Linked DNA regions of Mus musculus: region 2 is linked to region 1. A link is a contact called in public promoter capture Hi-C data. All regions are on one chromosome and are shown on one strand. Each heading gives the region's core, a stretch centred on a gene start, on an enhancer-like site or on the middle of the called end of the contact. The rest is flanking DNA. Distances are from core to core; before and after follow the strand shown. Region 1 overlaps Nadk2 (NAD kinase 2, mitochondrial). Region 2 holds the start of Ttc23l (tetratricopeptide repeat domain 23-like).

Region 1 (3,100 bases), core at 395-2,894:
CAAAGAAGTACCATGAAGTTCCACCTGGAAGGCATTAGAGAAGAAACAGACGAAGCACACCTTGCACTTAGGTCACAATTACCTGCATGGCTCATGCTGGTGACCAACCCAGAAAGATCTAGCAATGTCAGAAGCTACACCACAAAGCCTTGCTAGCATGGCTGTGTGAACTGAACTGAACAGGGACACAAGGAAAAGCCCACGATGCCCCAAGCCTCCACAGAGAACTAGAGGCCACCAAGGGATGCTGAGAGCAAAGGGCTCTTAGCCAGGGACGAACACAGCAGCTGGTTATCAATACCAAGTGATCTGCCCAAAAACACACATGCAAGTAGCATGCAGACTGAGAAGGTCATAGGAATGCATCTCTATATATACATATGTGCACATAATAACCATTAATGAAAAATGAAGCCATGAATTTGAAAGATAACAAGGAAGGGGCAGAAGTAAGGGTGTGGAGGAAGGAAAGGAAAAATGTTCTAATCCTTCAACAGAAAAAAATTTTAAGGAAAAAAAAGGAAGGGAAGAAGGGGAGGGGAGGGGAGGGGAGGGGAGGGGAGGGGAGGGGAGGGGAGGGGGACAGCAGTGTTTTTTCAATTGGAGAAACCTCAAAAATATTTTTAGAATGTCAACATCAGAAAAACATTACATCTTCCTTCAAGATCTGTAAAAATCCCCATCTTTTATTTAATCTATATATACCATTAAGTAAGTGTTCTCCGTCATGACAATAGAAAAGCCTGCAAGCACTCTCAGTACTGGGGTGATTAAACTTGATCTTGTCATCTGTAAAGAGGTCCCTTTACTTTTTGTCCTTTATCAGTTTTCAACTGAAAATACCAGCCCCATGCCTCCCCTCCACCCCCCACCCCCCAGCCCATCCTCTCCCCCTATCCTGTCATCAGCAGCAGGACTAGAGTCAAGTGTCTCTCACAGGACAGACATTATGGCAAAAGTTCACTTGTCCCTTTCTCACACACTTCCTCGAAGTCAACACTTACTGAGTCCATCCCAGTTATGGTGGGCAGCTCGTCTCTAGTAACTCCTGCCACCCAGGATTCACGCCCTTCCATTACATTACGTCACAGCAGAAGTGGGTTCCACGGCCAACAGGTGCAGCACAGACACTCTGGCCGTGCACCCACTTCTGAGACTCGGTTAGAAAAGACTGCACTTCTATCTCGCTGTGCGTCTCTGCCCTCCCCCTCAGCTCACACACTGCACTGTGGAGTGGCTGGAACTGAAGCCATCTGCTGTAGCCTCCCCTCCCCCAGCCTGAAGCCAGCCTTAAAGGTTCCACTGTTTACATCAGGGTGGAGCTTGCCGCTCAATCGCTCTGCCACGCCCACTGCTGGAGCCCTCCGCTTTGCTGTTCCGGAGCCATACACGTGGTCACCCTGCTACTGGACCCCAAGATGATTTGGCAGGAATCGGGCCCCCTTCCCCTGCTTCATAACTGCGTTTGGAATAGTAAAATTGAGCTTTGATCAGCATGGCTGTCTTAGCTGCATCTTAGCCTAGCCTCTCTTCTCTTCCAGGTTTCCAAAATGCCTTTCCAGGCTAGAACCCAGACATGTGATCCGCTGGCCGGACACAACAATCTGCGAGAAACAGGAAGTGACTTCTCCTGGGCTGTCCCATCTCCAAGCGCTGCTGTTGTGGTTGACAGCTGAGTGTTACCTCCCAAGGAACTCTACACCAGGACTAAGAGGTGAAATGTCCCTGGATTATGACCTTCACATCCTGTGAGGTTATAAATATGTACGCCTAAAATGCTAAAGGATGAAGTAATTTGTCACACAGCAGTAGAGATGAACTCTCATTAGATACTGAATACACTGAGCCACACCCTCACCAGCACGACCTCTGACCTGCACATTACATAAGTCTGCACACATGTTTATTACACTAGATATAGTATTTTTTGCATTTCGGGTTTTTGAGGAGTTTGCTTTGTTTTGTTTTAGACACAGGGTGCATTGGTTTGAATAGGTATGGCCCCCACTGACTCATGCTTGGCCCACTGGGAGTGGTACTATAAGTAGGTGTGGCCTTGGTGGAGGAAGTGCATCACCGTGGGGGCCGGCTTTGAGGTCTCCTATGTTCAAGGTATGCCCAGTAGGATATACAGCCTCCTTCTGCTGCCTATGGACCAAGATGTAGAACTCTCAGCTCCTGCCCAGCTCATGCCTGCCTGGACTCTGCCGTGTTTTCTGTCACGGACTAAACCTCTGAACTGTAAGATAGATGCTCCAACGGTGTGACAAATGTTGGGGACTGTCTAGGCAGTCAGCTACCTCTGTCATGTCTGTAGTTTTGGAAGCTTGTGTCTTTGTTCTTCCTGCACACTCAGGTAATATTTAATCCCTTCTCAGATCTCTGACGGGGTTGAAGACAGTTATAGTCTCATAGTTAAACTTAAGTTGTTTAGCAGTGAAGACGTTCTAGACTTGAAAAGATGATTTTAGGGTGGAAATACAAGTTAAATTAGAAGATGATTTAAGTACAGTGTTGTAAGCTCACTGCGATAGGATAGACAGTTAAGTACCTCATCTAAGGTACACGATACAGACTGAACCTTTAAAGGTAAGTCATAATAATTTTCATAATTGTTCCAAAATAGTTCCTACTATGTATTGTTTTACTATAAGAGAAAGCCTTCTTATTTGGACAAAAAAGGGGGAAATATAGTAGGTTGGCCTAATGCTGCTTGTATTCTTATGCTTATTTTGAGCCCCCAAGTCAGGTTGCCCCAGAGACAATCGAGTCCACATTTAGATGCTGAGTGATCCTGCCCCCAAATATTATTTCTGGTTGGTAAATTAACAGCCAATAACTGGGCTAAAGAGACATAGGTGGGGTTTCAGTTTCACAGGCTTGGGGTGAAGGAGTTATTAGTGACACTAAAAGCAAATGACATGTAAATTACTGTTTCAAAACTTAGGAATCAAACAGTGCCCACTCCAGGCTGGCTCTGGCCACCTACTTTCATCGTGCGCTCTTTCGATGTTAAAGGCTCGGCTGTGCTGATTCAAGCTCAGCTGCTGTTCGTGAAGGTCCACGGGAGTGGGGTTTATGCCAGTCCCTTCCAGATATA
Region 2 (3,098 bases), core at 230-2,729, 1.5 Mb before region 1:
GCACTCCACTCCATTCCAGAGTAAGCCAACAAGCCTCAGTTCATACACATTACTAAAATTTACATTTGAGGGACAGGGTTAAGATGGCGCGGAAAGAAAAAGAATCGGAGACTTGTAATGTTGAGACTTTAAGGTTGTGTGACTTTGCTTTGTAACTTTGCAGATGAAAGCAACTTGCTTCTTTTCTGTTCAGGGCTAGTTAAATGGAGGCAGACTCATCATCACCTTTAGGAAGGGGAATTTAGTGTCAATTCTGGTACCACACTAACAGTCACAATGATCGGCAAAAACAAGTATTTGGAATAAAGAAACTTTCCCTTCACAGGTTTAAGATTTTGACTTGATGGTGTCTGACTTTATTAAGGGAAATGAGTCTTAGATAATATAAAAATAGACTCTTCTTTTAAAATGTTAAATATCAGTCATGGGGTCACAAAAATCTTCATAGAATCCTAGAACCAAAGAAGCTTTAGAGAGCAAAGGGTACATGTACACTTATAGTGTAGTCAAAGCAACGGATACCCACTGGATGGGACCTACACCAAACCTAGGAGTCAAAACGGCAACCCTCCCATCCTGAAACCACGTTTATCACTCTGGCCATCATTTCATGCTGAAGCTTCTCTTAGAAACCAGAGAAAAAGACAGGCTGGGATCTTTCCAGACGTAGGCACTTTAGGGTACAGAGTTAACCCTTGATTGACAGACCATCAGCGTTTATCACATACGAAAGCAAACTCAGTTAAATCCTCCTGCCTCGAAAGGCTTTCTTGACATTCTAGAGTCAGTGATGAATTTCCACTCCAGATACGTAAGAACAAATGCAAAGCATACAAAATAACTGTGAATTGCTTTTCTCCACAGGCGTTCTTTTTAAAACAGGAGGGACTTACCTGCTCAGTTGTTAAGAGCCTAGTGCATAGTATGATTCATTATATCACTTTCAAATGTGTGCCACAGCGAGTGTGCTCTTGTGTGCTCTGTGACCTTGTGGTACAAACCTGCGTGTGGTGTTTGCCACATGTGCCTTTCTCCCTGAAATCTTAACCATTGGACATGTATTGGCCCATTCCTGAATCTCCCTGTACTGTTTTCTTCAACAAGCGTGACTCTAACCCTTACCCAAGGAGGTAACACTGACCGTGACCCTAGAACACCTGGAGAATGAACGTTGCTTCAGGAAAGGGGAGGACTGGCTAGCCAATCATTGCTGAAAACTCGCATAGACATGGCAGTTTTAAAACCATCAGGCCCCTGAAGCCTGCAGCTCCTTCCTTTCTTCCACGGGATCTTCCTTCATCTTCAAGAAATAATGTCCTTGTGCGACAAGGCACTGCAAGACCACTCAGCAGCAGTAAGGATGAACGCCAGGGTTTGCCTTGGCTGGCCGAAAGTGCCTCCTTTTGGTGCTCCCTGCATCAACCTTAAGGCAGTGTTCCATTCCCATGGCAACGCATTGTCTCCAGATCCAGAAGCCCAGCTTCAGCGAGACTCCTCATGGCCCGGGCACCCGCACAGGCCCGAGGTAGCAGAGGTCTGAACTGCCTGGCCCGGTGAGCAGGCTGGGAAGGTGTTTCTGTGTCAGTGAGCCAGAAGAGCTCACCAGCTTCTGGAGCAGGGGCCCAGAACGCAGGCAGGGAAGATGGTAGCCGAGCTCCAGGGGCGTCCACAGTTAGGAAGCAACAATAGAAATGCCAGGGATGAGCATCGAGAGATTTGTCCTAGAGGGGGGCCAAGTGTGGTGTCCTAGTCCATCCAGGATCCAGTGCAACTGCGTGGGAACTGTGTGTGGGGCTTTGAGAGTTCAGAATGTGAAAAAAGTAGGACTTAGAAAAGGGAAGTTAGCCCTTCTGTCCACCCCCTATCCCCACCCCACCCTTTTTCCCCCCCAAAGTTGGGTGTTCTGGAGCCTGGATCAAGGAAAGTTACCACAGTATTCTTCAGGGTACGACTTGGATGGTGTTATTAATCAGTAAGGTGTGCATTTAAGGGTTAGGGATAATATAGAGAAATACATTCCACAAATTATTAACCACATCCCGCATCTTCCCACGGGGTCACTTAGTCAACAGCTGACAGTAGCAGCCTAAGTAGTTTTAGCCTCTTAACTAGAACTTCCGATTAAATAGTGACATGACTCCTGGAAAAGAAATTTTTTATTTGGCTTTTCCTTAGCGCAGCCAAACAATATTTGGGTTGAATAGGTCGCCATAGTTTGGATGATCCAGTAGAGGTAAAAGGTGTGTGGTTTAAGAAATGCTTTTAAAAGAACTTTGGAGATGTAATCTAGAGTAGAAGTTAGGGAAACTAAATCTAACCCTGATAAGCACCTTCAGTTTTTCTTAGGAGTCTCTAAACATGGGTCTGCATAGTCCGTTTGTAGATTTATATTTAGCACTTTTAATTTAAAGTCAGTAGCATCCACCGGAGGGCAATTAGAACAGATGTCTAAGCCCTTTCCCCCAAAGCTTACCTCACACGTGACTCTTGGTAGGAAGATGCAAGCCAACCCCATCTGCATTCCAACTGTTAGCAATGACGCCGACTGGGACTTCTGCTTCCACCTGTAAGTACTGACAGTGCCTTGACAAGATGCAGCTCACTGGCCAGAAAGGGTAGGACTTCCCATTTTAAGGAAAGCCCAAGTCAAGAGCTCTGTGAGCACTTTCCACAGAAGAGAAAGGTCCACAGCTGGACTGTATGTTAATATTAAGCATCCAGTCAGGTTGACAACCTCTCAAAGAGGGACGAAAAAAATTTCTTTTCTAATTTATGAAGATTTACAAAAATAAAGATTTACAAAAATAAAGATTTACAAAAATATGAAGGTTTACAAAAATAAAGCATTATTACAACTCTAGTAAAGCCAGTGAGGGAAAAAAAAAACATAACAAACCCAACGAGTAAGATCTCATGAAATAAAGAGGCAATGGACAAATAAAAGCAGTTTTAGATTTATTTTTACTATTTTAAATTATGTCTTGTGGGGGGGAGGCAGGGAGGGGCAGGGATGTGAAAGAGGAATGGATGCCTGTGGATGCCAAAGGAGGATGTTGGATACCCCGGTGCTGTAGTTACAGAGAGTTGTAAAGGACCTG

Evidence for each region. Promoter capture Hi-C pulls out the DNA fragments that hold promoters and counts their contacts.
Region 2: a promoter capture Hi-C map of pre-B cells shows a contact between it and region 1, with 7 times the contacts expected there. The contact joins the promoter of Ttc23l here to the enhancer-like site in region 1. A contact is called at or near these places in 5 of 39 promoter capture datasets (the 3T3-L1 cell line, the C10 cell line, the HPC-7 cell line and 2 more).

Annotation. Positions count from the first base shown.
Region 1 is chr15:9,092,740-9,095,839 of GRCm38.p6, reverse strand. Nadk2 (NAD kinase 2, mitochondrial) reads right to left here. Exons shown (of 13, transcript NM_001040395.4): 6 at 2,990-3,100. Among named protein-coding and RNA genes, the nearest start is that of Nadk2, 23 kb to the right of the region's middle. Within about 2 kb of position 1,644, at least 95 of the 459 cell types and tissues checked have an H3K27ac peak or open chromatin away from gene starts, as enhancers often do. A contact at or near this core is called in stem cell-derived epiblast-like cells, where this site is marked.
Region 2 is chr15:10,557,050-10,560,147 of GRCm38.p6, reverse strand. It overlaps Ttc23l (tetratricopeptide repeat domain 23-like), which reads left to right and starts at 1,479. Exons shown (of 13, transcript NM_001378877.1): 1 at 1,479-1,553; 2 at 2,495-2,566. The coding sequence starts at 1,498.